Regions from separate parts of the Mus musculus genome. Here region 1 is linked to region 2. A link is a contact called in public Hi-C data. All regions are on one chromosome and are shown on one strand. Each heading gives the region's core, a stretch centred on a gene start, on an enhancer-like site or on the middle of the called end of the contact. The rest is flanking DNA. Distances are from core to core; before and after follow the strand shown. Region 1 has its middle 6.1 kb from the start of Gm26422. Region 2 has its middle 56 kb from the start of Gm39833.

What was found. Hi-C and Micro-C count contacts between places; a contact is called where the count stands out from the background.
Region 1: a contact with region 2 is called in a Hi-C map of the N1E-115 cell line, with 1.8 times the contacts expected there. The contact joins two enhancer-like sites. A contact is called at or near these places in 1 of 15 datasets of contacts at CTCF or cohesin (the NIH/3T3 cell line) and 1 of 484 Hi-C or Micro-C datasets (the N1E-115 cell line).

The regions. Positions count from the first base shown.
Region 1 is chr2:61,283,390-61,289,463 of GRCm38.p6, reverse strand. No RefSeq gene overlaps it. Among named protein-coding and RNA genes, the nearest start is that of Gm26422, 6.1 kb to the right of the region's middle. Within about 2 kb of position 4,588, at least 17 of the 459 cell types and tissues checked have an H3K27ac peak or open chromatin away from gene starts, as enhancers often do. A contact at or near this core is called in the N1E-115 cell line, where this site is marked.
Region 2 is chr2:61,068,893-61,074,407 of GRCm38.p6, reverse strand. No RefSeq gene overlaps it. Among named protein-coding and RNA genes, the nearest start is that of Gm39833, 56 kb to the left of the region's middle. Within about 2 kb of position 3,182, at least 17 of the 459 cell types and tissues checked have an H3K27ac peak or open chromatin away from gene starts, as enhancers often do. A contact at or near this core is called in the N1E-115 cell line, where this site is marked.

The sequences.
Region 1 (6,074 bases), core at 3,339-5,838, 210 kb before region 2:
AGGGACTTGCTGAGAGGTAGAGAGAGAGTCTGGTGGGAGTTGCTGGTTTCAATGCTCTCTGCACGTTGATCATTTAGATGGCAGGAGTCGGTCTATAAACGTGGAGGATTCAGTTCTATGACTTCTCAGTCAGAGTAATCACCATTTTGCAAAATATTCACGGGAACTACTGCTTAAAGAACTATCTAGAAGAATACTCGGGTGTTAATGGAGATAAGGGTTTTGTTTAAATAATGATTAAAAAAACACCCCATGTAAGGGAGTTAGAAGGTTTCTATGTCTATCTTACTAAAGTGCATCTTAATGGTATTAAAATAAAAATAAATATACTATAAAAGTCAACACAAACGCAGTGGAGTGTTTGAATTTAGATAATTACTCTTCATATTACCTCCCTCATACATAGTCTTGCAAATAAAATAGTTACTTTTTTCTGATAATACCTTCATAAGGACTCAACAGTTACATACATTATTTTATATATTGAAACATATCTTATCCCTCTTTTATTACCAATTTTCATTAGAGCCACCTGGATATTTATACATCTTTTTCTCCAGCCCTTTCCCATTGGCTTACTGCTTCACAGATATTTAAGAGCCTGGTTCTCGCCAGGAGTCTTTCAGAAGGGGGGTTGTTTGCTATTTGTTTATTTCCAAGATTGGGTTTCTCTGTGTAACCCTGGCTGTCCTGGAACTCACTCTGTAGACCAGGCTGGCCTTGAACTCATATATCTCCTTGCTTCTGCCTTACCAGTGCTGGTATTAAAGGCATGTGCTACCACACCTGGCTGAGTCTTAAAAAATTGGGCTGACTAGCTCACTACCACCCAGACCCAGATCCGTGTCTTTGAGTTAGCCCACCCCCACCCTCTATGAACTGCTAGACAACATAAAGGGGCAGGGCCTGCAGAATCAGAGCTATGGAATCTCCACGACACAGGGCTACAACAGGCTATCCAAGAAGACTCTCACTGAGGATCCAGTATTGATGGTGTATTAGAAGCCAGAGGCCTGGAACCAGTCCAATGACTCATTGCAATGAATATGTGCAAGTAAAACTGTTGGAGCAAAAGGGTGTACCATATGACACATTGTGACACACTGTGACACACTGCAGCTTCCACAACAAGATTTTTTTTGTTGTTTTTTTTATTTTTTTATTTTCTTTTGTGGGGGAGGTTGCAAGGGCAGGGGGCAGATACACTGGGATGGGGAGGATGAGTGGGATGGGGTGCATGATGGGAAATTCACAAAGAGTCAATGGAAAGTTTAAAAAAATTGGTAAGTATTTTGATAGGTCATCTTTCCCACCTAATTCAATTAAGGAAATAATATTTTTGTGTCAGAGATTTTAATATATTTTTGGTTAGGGTTTTTTTTTTTTGCATCTTAGAATCTAAAGAAAAACACAAAGCTATATATGGGTTATCCTATCCTGCTTACAAAATACTATGCTCTCTAAAGACATGGGCTATCCCATACTACCTGCTTGTGTCTGCAAGATTCTTCTGATTGTAGAACTCAATAAAGTTTGTTTAAACAGGATGACATCTATTAAAGAGTTTTCATTTTCACAAATCTTTGTGGCACATGTAGAGGGACACTTTTAGCAAAAGTACAATGGCAGGCAACGTCTCCGATTAGGCACTGTCAAGGCCACTGGGCACAGGGGAACCTGTGAGTCAGTAGAACCTGTATCTTTTCTTAGGAGGGTAGCATGTCTGGTTACATTCTTATATTGGCGAGAGAAATACAGAATGGTTTTCAGTCTGTGAGTAGGCATGAGAAACAGGGAGCTTGAAATTGCTGGGTTCAGAAACATTTAAACAATTTAAGAGTTTTGTTTCTCTTGTTCTGTTTATAGCAGCATCTTTCCACTTTGCCAAAACTTAAGATGATTTGGACAGTATAGAAATGGATGTGATATTGTATAACACTGTTTGAGAATGTGTTAGCTTTCTAATTGTTTTCATTCTTGATTATATTAGGGGAAAGTCTGATGCATTCTAGCTTTTCCCCTTTCTTGACAATTTTTGCATGCATACCCACATATGTGTGAGCAGATGGGTGTGTGTGTGTGTACGCAATGTGAGCATGTGCATAGAGGCCTAAGGTGGATGTTGGACATTTCCATCCTACATATTAAAGTGGGGTTCTTCACTTGAATGGAGAGCTCATCAATTCCGCTAGTCTAGTTAGCCAGCTTGTTCTGTGGATCCCTGTCTCCACATCCCATGCACTGAGATTATAGGCAACTTTCCACAGCCAGCCAGCATTTGAGTGTGAGAGATCCAACCTCTAGTCCTCATGTTTCAATGCCAAGGACTTTGTCCATAAACCATCTCCACAATCCATGTGATTGCGTTTTAAAAAAGAATTTTTTCAACTCTTACTGATACACTTTTTCTAATTAACAAACAAACAGGACACTTTCTGTGCAAGCTCAAAAACTTCAGTGACTAAGCAGCTGATCTTAAATTTCCATTAGCTTTCAGGATGGAGTGTTTTACACAGTGACATGTGTAATCTGCTTCAAGGTGACCAGCACAAAGGACAGTTCCCCAAAGAGGCAGATCTGAGAAGGTGGGCCTTAGACCTTATGTTACAGGTGAGAAGCTTAGAGTCCAAGAAGCCAAGTGACTAGCATTAAGTTATGTTTTACCTCCTTTGGGTGAAATCATTTCTTGATTATTGATTTAAATGCAAAAAGCCCAATTTCAACCTCTGCTCTGATTGGATAGTTAAAAAGCACACCTAGGCTCTGACTGACGATAAGTGACTAGATATGTTGATTAGCACATCAGAGGATGCTGTGTGTGTAAACTTGATACTTGACACAACTTTTTCAATGTCTTGTTCCATGGCTGAAGAGTACAGTAATCATGAGTCAAAATTCTGTGACAGAAAGGATTCATTGGGAGGGGACAATGATTAAAAAACAATCTTTGTTCCTAGAAAACAGAACAAAATGTGGGGTGATCTCACTTCTTAACGCTTTAGTAATAAGTCAGTCTAGCGAAGCACCAGGTTTTGAAGTGCTTACACACAGGATGTGAAGCAGATGTGCACATGTGGGAAGAGATCAGAGCGTAGTAAGAATCCTCATGCAGACCCATCAGGTCCTGAGGCTACCAAGCCCTATTAGGTCTATGGCCAGGCCAGACTGCTGTATGAAACCCAGCTCGTTTGCTCCTGACACAGTGCCAACAATCTGTAACTCACATTCTGTGACACATGTGTCATGCTTTTACATTAAAACCCAACCTCTCCCTAGTCAGAATGGCCATTGTCAAGAAAGTAGATGGCTAAAATGCTGGCGAGGATGTAGGGAAAGAGGAGTAAGGTGAACTAGGACAGCTATTATGGAAATCAATGTGGAGATTTCTCAAAAAACTAAACCCAGACAGGGCTGGATGGATGGCTCAGCACTTAAGAGCACTGGTTGCTCTTCCAGAGGACCTGGGTTCAATTCCCACCATCCATATGAGGCTGATCACAGGAAATCTGACATTACCTTCTGGTCTCTATAGTCACCTGCATAATATACACATCCACACACATCTATATGTGATTAAAATAAAATCTTTTTAAAAGTTAAACAGAGTGCTACTAAATGACTCAGCTATACCACTCCTAGGCATGCACCCAAAGGGCTCTATATTCTGCCACAGAGATCTCATACGTTGGCGCTTACAGCTGCATACCCACAGTGGTAGGGAAATGAAACACACATGGATGACCATTCAGCAGAAGAATGGATGATGAAAATGTGGTCCATGCACGGAATGGAATTTTATTCAGCTATAAGGCAAAATGGAAATTCAGGCAAGTGAGTGAAGCTGGAAAGGGTTATATTAAGAGAAGTGATCCAAACTCAGGAACAGAAACGGCACATGCTCTCTCACACATGGATCCTAGACTTTAATGTTTTTGTGCATGTATGTAAGTATGGATGTGGCTATAGGCCACCGAAACCAGAAACAAAGTGCTGGGGAGACAGGTGAGGACTCAGACACATGCGGTGAGAAAGCAGGAGGCTCCTGGGCTTGGGGTGGGGGTGGGGGTACGAGTATGTGTGTGGGAGCAGCAAGACAGGAAGAAAAGCCGAATCCGAATCAACCAAACAACTTCATTTGAAAATGCCACCATGGCATTTTGTATGCTAATTAAAACTTTGACAAAAGAATATAAAAAGTAATTGGTTTTATTACAAACCAAAACCTCGGAACAGCATGGAGATCAGATCATGAGTCAGTGGAAGAAACAAAGGAGAAACTTGCAAATCCTGATTTGCTTCATAGTTCATCCTGGGCTTGGCACACACACACACACACACACACACACACACACACACACACACACACACACACCCCACATCCCACATCCACTGAATGCAGCAGTCTGGTTATATTTATTCACTCGCTTCCCTAAGTGACAAGAGACTCACGGTGGCATTTGTCAGTGTGTACATAAATTGCACTTTTCAGCTGATGATCCTTCTTCACCCTACGGATGAAGTTGTATGTATCACATTCTCCGGGAGCAATTCAGCCATGACTCACAGCATTCTTGTCCCATCTTCCAGATGGTATCAGCAATGCCAGTTACACGAGGATGTCCATACATCTGAACATCACCAAATGCCATCCGTGTAAGGAGTCCTAATTGCCTCCTGAAGCAAGGGATCAGATCTACTTTTCAAATACATTTTGACCATTTCATTTGTAATTTCTAGATGACCTTTCTGCTAACTTGTAATTTGACTGCTTATCAGATTAGATCTATAAACAGGAAATGATATCAATGAAAAATGGCACTTGTTTGTTTGGTCAAAGCTGACCAACATGCCTACCTAGTAAGTGCCTAGGAGAAACACATACTTCTGGTAGAAGAGAAAGACTCCCATGAAATAGTTAATTTCACAGAGAAGCCAAGTCCTTTGGTAAATTCAGGCATTTCAGTGTTACAAGTAAAGGCACAAAGTGGCAAGTTGCCAAGGAGAAATGGAACAGCTTCCCAGAGATGCTTGTTGCAGGCATCGTGATTTGTGGCAAACTCATTTGCAGCAGGAAGTCACTGGGAGGGGGACGAAGGGGAGTAGGACCTGCAGTTGTGTCTAACACTGATCCAGACAAAACAGCAATCAAAACCCAGGAGCTGACATCCAATCATTAAAGGATTCGAGCCATTGGTACAGTGTTATCCAGACAAAGCTGAAAACATCCCAAAGAAGGCAGAATCTCAATTTCGGAAATCGGAAACCAGCAACCAGCACCTAAATAGCGATATCTGAGCTCAGTCAGACACAGTAAAGCATTAAAACAGCATGAGTTCAACAGTAAATCTTGATGATACAACTGCATGTACGGCGTAGTGAATTTGTAGTGTTCATTTGCTTTGCTGCCTTTTAAACAGTATACAAGTATATTGTGCTTGCACATACAATGATGCCATTATATTACGGCAGTGGTTGGGGAAATGGCTACAGCTTGATTAATTGTAGAACAGAATTGCTTGACAGCAGAGCTGTCAGATATCAAAACACTTGCCAGGTTCTTTAATTGGACAAGTTGAGGAATGTATAGTGTAGCTGCTGTAACCAAAACCAATCTACAATTTCAGTAAAATTAACCCTTTAACACTATCTTCTTCCTGGTCTCTAATGTAGATAGATAGGTAGGTAGGTAGGTAAGTAGGTAGGTAGGTAGGTAGGTAGGTAGGTAGGTAGATAGATAGATAGATAGATAGATAGATAGATAGATAGATAGATAGATAGATAGATATAGGGAAACAGCTACACTGTAGAGTCTACAGAAATGCTGCCACACACAAGGTCATTCAAGACCAACCACTAATAAGCAAACAAAGGGGCAGAATTTGGGAGGATCTTCCAAATTTCCAAAGAGTTTTCATATACAGTATTTTGCTTAGTCCTCCACTCTACCACCTACAGAGCCTACTCTGCATCCGATTCTACTCATGTACTTGAGAGAACAACATGAATGGCATTCCTGTAGCCAACAGACTCAATCAGTGAAGAAATGGAGCAGAGTATTGGTGATGGTCTCTAAG
Region 2 (5,515 bases), core at 1,933-4,432:
TTCACCAAGTAGAATGTATATATTGGCTGCCCCACCCTAACCCATCCCACTCCTGGTCATGTTTGATTTATTTATTTTTTTTTATTTATTTTTTTACTCAACCAAATACAACTTATGAAGGATTTCACATGGGCTCTACAAAACAATTTTGTAACAGATGATCAGAAAACAACTTATAAAAGTTTGGCTTTTAAGCTAGATGGTGTAGTTCAACTAAGTAAGCAGTAACCATGGTGACCCTGTGTGATGCTTCTTTGTGAAACTGAAACTTCTGAATTAATAGATTAACTAAGTTCATCAGATCTTTCTCATGCTTTGGCCTGAGTTTGGATCCCACAGGTAACTAGGAACAAGGCCAGCCCCTACTCGGTTCTCATAGAAGATATAACAAATGGTCCTTAGCTTAAGAATCAGAGGAATAGGATTCACAGATGTCACAGGGTAGAGAATGATTTCATGTGACTCAAGCACACAGCTGTTTTGTTAAAGGGACAGAGGATCTGCTGTCACTCAAGAACTCTGAGCTAGCCCCCTTCTGTCATCTGTTCATTTGGCTTTTATTTTTGTGGACAGGGTCTCTCTATGTGGCAGGACTGTCCTGCAGCTTGCTATATAAACCCAACTGGCCTAGAATCACAGCAATCCACTTGCTCCTGCCTCTAAAGGTGTGCACCACTATGCCTGGCTCCCGACATAGAGAGTCGCGTCCCTGACAGTTCTGAAGAATGAAAAAGGAAGCCAATCCTATTGAAAGCCACCAGAGATGAATATTTCTAACTTTTGATTTATTTCCATGTTTTGTTTCTAATAATATACCATTTTACATTATATTCTTGATATTTTAAATTAAGTAGAGCAGTAAAAATCCTCAAGACTATTAGAAATATAAGTGCATACACACATATATTTCAGGCTCTAATTTAATAATACCTGGTTAATATTAAAATGCACTTTATAACCCTTCAATGATAGGTTTATCATATATTCACCTTAACTAGTGGAGAGTCAGATAACAAAATGATATAAGCCAGAATGTTACTCTCAAAAGCATTTAATTTGACACAAATTTTATCAAAAAAAGGATAATTGTATATACCATAGAAAACACAATATACAAAGATATTCTAAGATATACAATATCACTGAAGAATTAAGACACAAATTTCCCAATGTTTCCTATAAGTAGAAGGATGTCTCTTAACAAAGAGTTGGATAGAGAGTAGTAAGGTCGCATGAGTCATCACTGAGTCTAAGCACAAGGCCTTAAGGTTTCTCAAAAGAAGCAGAATAGTAATACTTTAAAGAAGGCACATATTAAGAATACCAAATTCAGTGATCTGGAGAGATAGCTCAGTGGTTAGGAGCACTAGCTCTTCTTCCAGAGGACCTGAGTTCAGTTTCAAGCAACTACATGGTGACTCACAGCTGTCTGTGACTCCATTTATAGATTTGACATCATCACACAGACATATGTGCAGGCAAGACAGGAATGCACATGAAATAAAAATAAACCTTAAAAAAGAATAGCAAATTAATACATAAACATGTATTATAGATGCAAAAGCAAAATAAATCAAGTAAGTTACAATGGAGATTCATGGAATCACGACATTTTACTAACTGGACCTATATCTACAACTCTTCCAACTTTGGGGGAGCTAATTACTTTATTTGGTCTATCAAAGCACTGTTCACAGCACACTCACTAAAAGTTTGTGGGAAGAGGGAGTTTTCAGGCACAAAAGCAGTATGTGTATATAATAGCTTTTTGTTTTATGATGTTTTTGTTTGTTTGTTTGTTGTTTTGTTTGCTATTTACAATTTAACAACAGTCCAAAAGGCCTTGGGTGAATCATGAATTACTAATAATAAATTGGATAAAGAAGTCAAATTATATGTTGAGAAGTTATTCAGAGGTCTGTAACTATAATTCTGGGTAAAATGCTAGGTAAACATATACAAGATAAAAGATAACATTCAAAATAAGAAGTTGACCCAAGTTCACCCACATGGTCACTACTTCTCAACTGCTTTCCTGAGCATCTGATTCTTCTACATGGATGTAGATACAAATTCCCTCAGTGTAATTATAAACACAGTAGGTTAATGTTTTCAGTCATGTAAAACAATAGTTCCAAAAATCGGTAGTAGAAAAGGGGGTTACTCAAGACATGGGGGTTACAGGAGTCAACTAAACACACCAGATCCCTGCTCTCTTTGGGAACTTTTCAGTTGAAAGGAGGCACTTATGAATGAAGGTAATAATCCAATAAAAAAGATGCAGCCCATGTCATGTAATGACACAAACCACAAGGAGAGACAGGCACAGAAGGCAGGAATAGAGGTAAAAGGGAATGTGTTGTTGTAACTAAGCGCAAAAGATATTTTTTTCAAGATGAGCTGACCTTTGAGCAGAGATGGGAGAGGTGACAGAGCTATGTGACTGTCAGCCAGAAAGCCCCTTCCAGGCAGAGGCAGCTCACAGGCCCTGAGGTGGCGACATGCCTGTCTGTCATGGTTTATGAATGGTAAAGGTAAAAGTTAAGCACGGAATGAGGAAATTGAAGAAAATGAGGCCGGAGAAGCATCTGGGGAAGACCCCATGGAGGTTTTACATCTGGAAGCTTTACAGCAATCCTCCTTTGAAGAGGAGAAGCCTATTTCTTCCCTCCTAAAATGAGTGTCAGATTTAAAAACTTGGCTCATGAACCTGACAGAGGGGTGCTATGTAACTTCCAACATTAGATTACTAAAAAAGACAGCTTCTACCTTCCTGATCTCTTGAAATGTCATTTATATTCTAGAGAAGTCCAGATACTTTATTGTGAAAACACCTAAGCAGTCATTACCGGGAGAGAGAGAGAGACAGAGACAGAGAAACACAGAGAGAAACAGAGAGAGTGTCAGAGAGACAGAGAGAGTGTCAGAGAGACAGAGACAGAGACAGAGAGACACAGAGAAAGACAGAGAGGGTGTCAGAGAGACAGAGACAGGGACAGAGACAGAGAGACAGAAACAGAGACGGAGAGAGGCCAGTGAGGCTTCTACCAAGAACCAGAACTCACATACCAACTGTGGGAATCAAGCTAAATTCACTTGACTTTCTCAAAACATCACCCTGGCTACTCGCTCTGTGAATACACTGTAGCAGGAAGCTGGGATGGTGGTAATTGCAGGAATCCAGACAGAGGAATGCACTGGCTGTTCTAAGAGCAGTGGTAATTGAGGAAGTGTTTAAGTTGTAGATAAATCTGAAAGGAGACAGCTGACAATGTTTGCTAATACACTGGGTGAGGGAGCATGACAGACAGAGAGGACCAAGGCAAGAGTTCCTCCAAGGATTTTTAGCCTGAGCATCCGTTAGAAACTGGATTAGTATTAACAATGTTAACTAGGGTATGGCAGGCTTGGTCGTCTATCTCTGAATGTGGCAAAATGTAGACGTCTACTAAGCATCCAAAGTGGGGATGCTAAGAAGGCAAATTTGTTATGGAGCTTCAAGTTCAGAGGAAAGATGAGTTACAGTCTCCGGTGAACTGGAGTAACTAATGAGTAATGAAGGAAGACAGGAGAGGCAGCCCTGGGGGCTGGGCCCAAACCATATTTTGATGTCTAAAAGAAACTGTGACAGAAGACAGAACAAGAGTACGTGATTGTGTAGGGGAAGAGCAGGACGGAACACCGTCCCGCAAACCACTCAAGACAAGATTCAAAAATAGAGCAATTAACAAGATCAAACAGTAGCTGAGTGAAAGGGAGACTGGAAGTCTGTTATTGGATTTAAAATCTGTTTCTTTGATGAGCATTTCCATTAGCGGGATGGACACTGAAGCTGGGATGAGCAAAGAATGGGAGGTTACGTTGTGTATGACAACCCCCAGAGAAACACCAAGGGGACAAAATACATTTTGGAAGAATTGTTAAAGTAATTAAAATACCACACTAAAAAATATTAATTTAGTGTTGAAGGGATTAATAAAAAAATAGAAGAACAAGTAGATACTAAACATACATAAAAGTCTGAGAAAGCAAAAGTACATCCAACTATAGCAACAGCAGTAGTACATGTGAAAGATTTCAACAGCCAAATTAAAATGCAAAGACTCTCAACCTAGATTTTTCTAAAAGGTTCAGTTGTTTATAGGAGATGAATTGGAGTCACATGTAAATGATATGATTTACTGTGCTGACAATAAACATATATATATGTATGTATGTGTGTATATATATATATATATATATATATATATATATATTATATTAATATCAAATGAAACAAATTAATACAATATATGTTTTCAGATACTGGAGAAGTTTAATTTTTAAAGAGTATCAAATAATCAAGGAACTAACATAAGTATGAATACATACATATCAACTACAGCATCACTCAAAAAACTGTGGCAGGAACTGAAGAGCAAAATGGACAACTGAACAACAAGAGCTAAAGACTTAAATATTTTACTTTCAACAATGGATTAAAAGGCACAGAAAGCAAATTTCTAAGGAAATAAAAGATTTCAACAATGCTATTGATCCTACGGGATCCCCCACCCCATCATCAGGACTATCACATTCTACTGCATGTTCTTCACAAATGCACACGGCACTTTCTCCAGGATGAATTTGGACCATTATTTCAAAAGACACAATACAAAGGACCTTAATTCACTATAACTCAGTGATGGAGTGTCTGCCTTGTATGTATAAGAGCCTAACTATAATTCCAAACACCACACAGACACCACCAGCCAAAGGGCATAATTCAAAATGCTGAAATACAAACTGGTCAAAATTCCTAAAGTCTAAGCATACTGAAAAGTCAAAATCTGAAAATAATAATTGTACAAACATAACTGGAAGCAATACTTTGAAAAAAGTTAATTGGAGATAAGAATAAAGCTCAGTGGTTAAGTGCTTGCCTAGCACATACAAGGCTCTAGGTTTGGTCTCCAGCAGTACACACACACACACATACACACACACACATACACACACACACACACACACACACACACACACACACACACAAATACTTATCTACAGTATTTTTAAAGGATACATTTGAAAAGCTAAAGACTTGGTAGACTACTTTGCACAATAAAATGGGAAATAACAACATATGTTTTGTAAGCATAAATAGATATACCAATAACAGTTACATAATAGTTTTGAACAGATTATATTCAATAAAGGGATAGTCCAAAAAGTTAAAAGTTTACATGTATAACTCTGTGGCTGGTAATTAAATATGTGTAGTGTTATAACTACCACCATCAAAATTCAATGATAGAAATGAATTTTCACAATATTGTTTTTTTAATTATAATATGAAAAATGTTATTTTCAATTTTAAAAAGTAAATGAAAATCACAACAGGTAACCATCTCCTATTCAGTCTCTCAAAGAGCCAGGATCTTGAGGAACTGCATAGTCTATGTGTGCAGATGCACCAAAAAGAGTGTCTTGTCATTTATTATGGGCCTTCCAGTGACTTGCCTTATACTCTCGATAC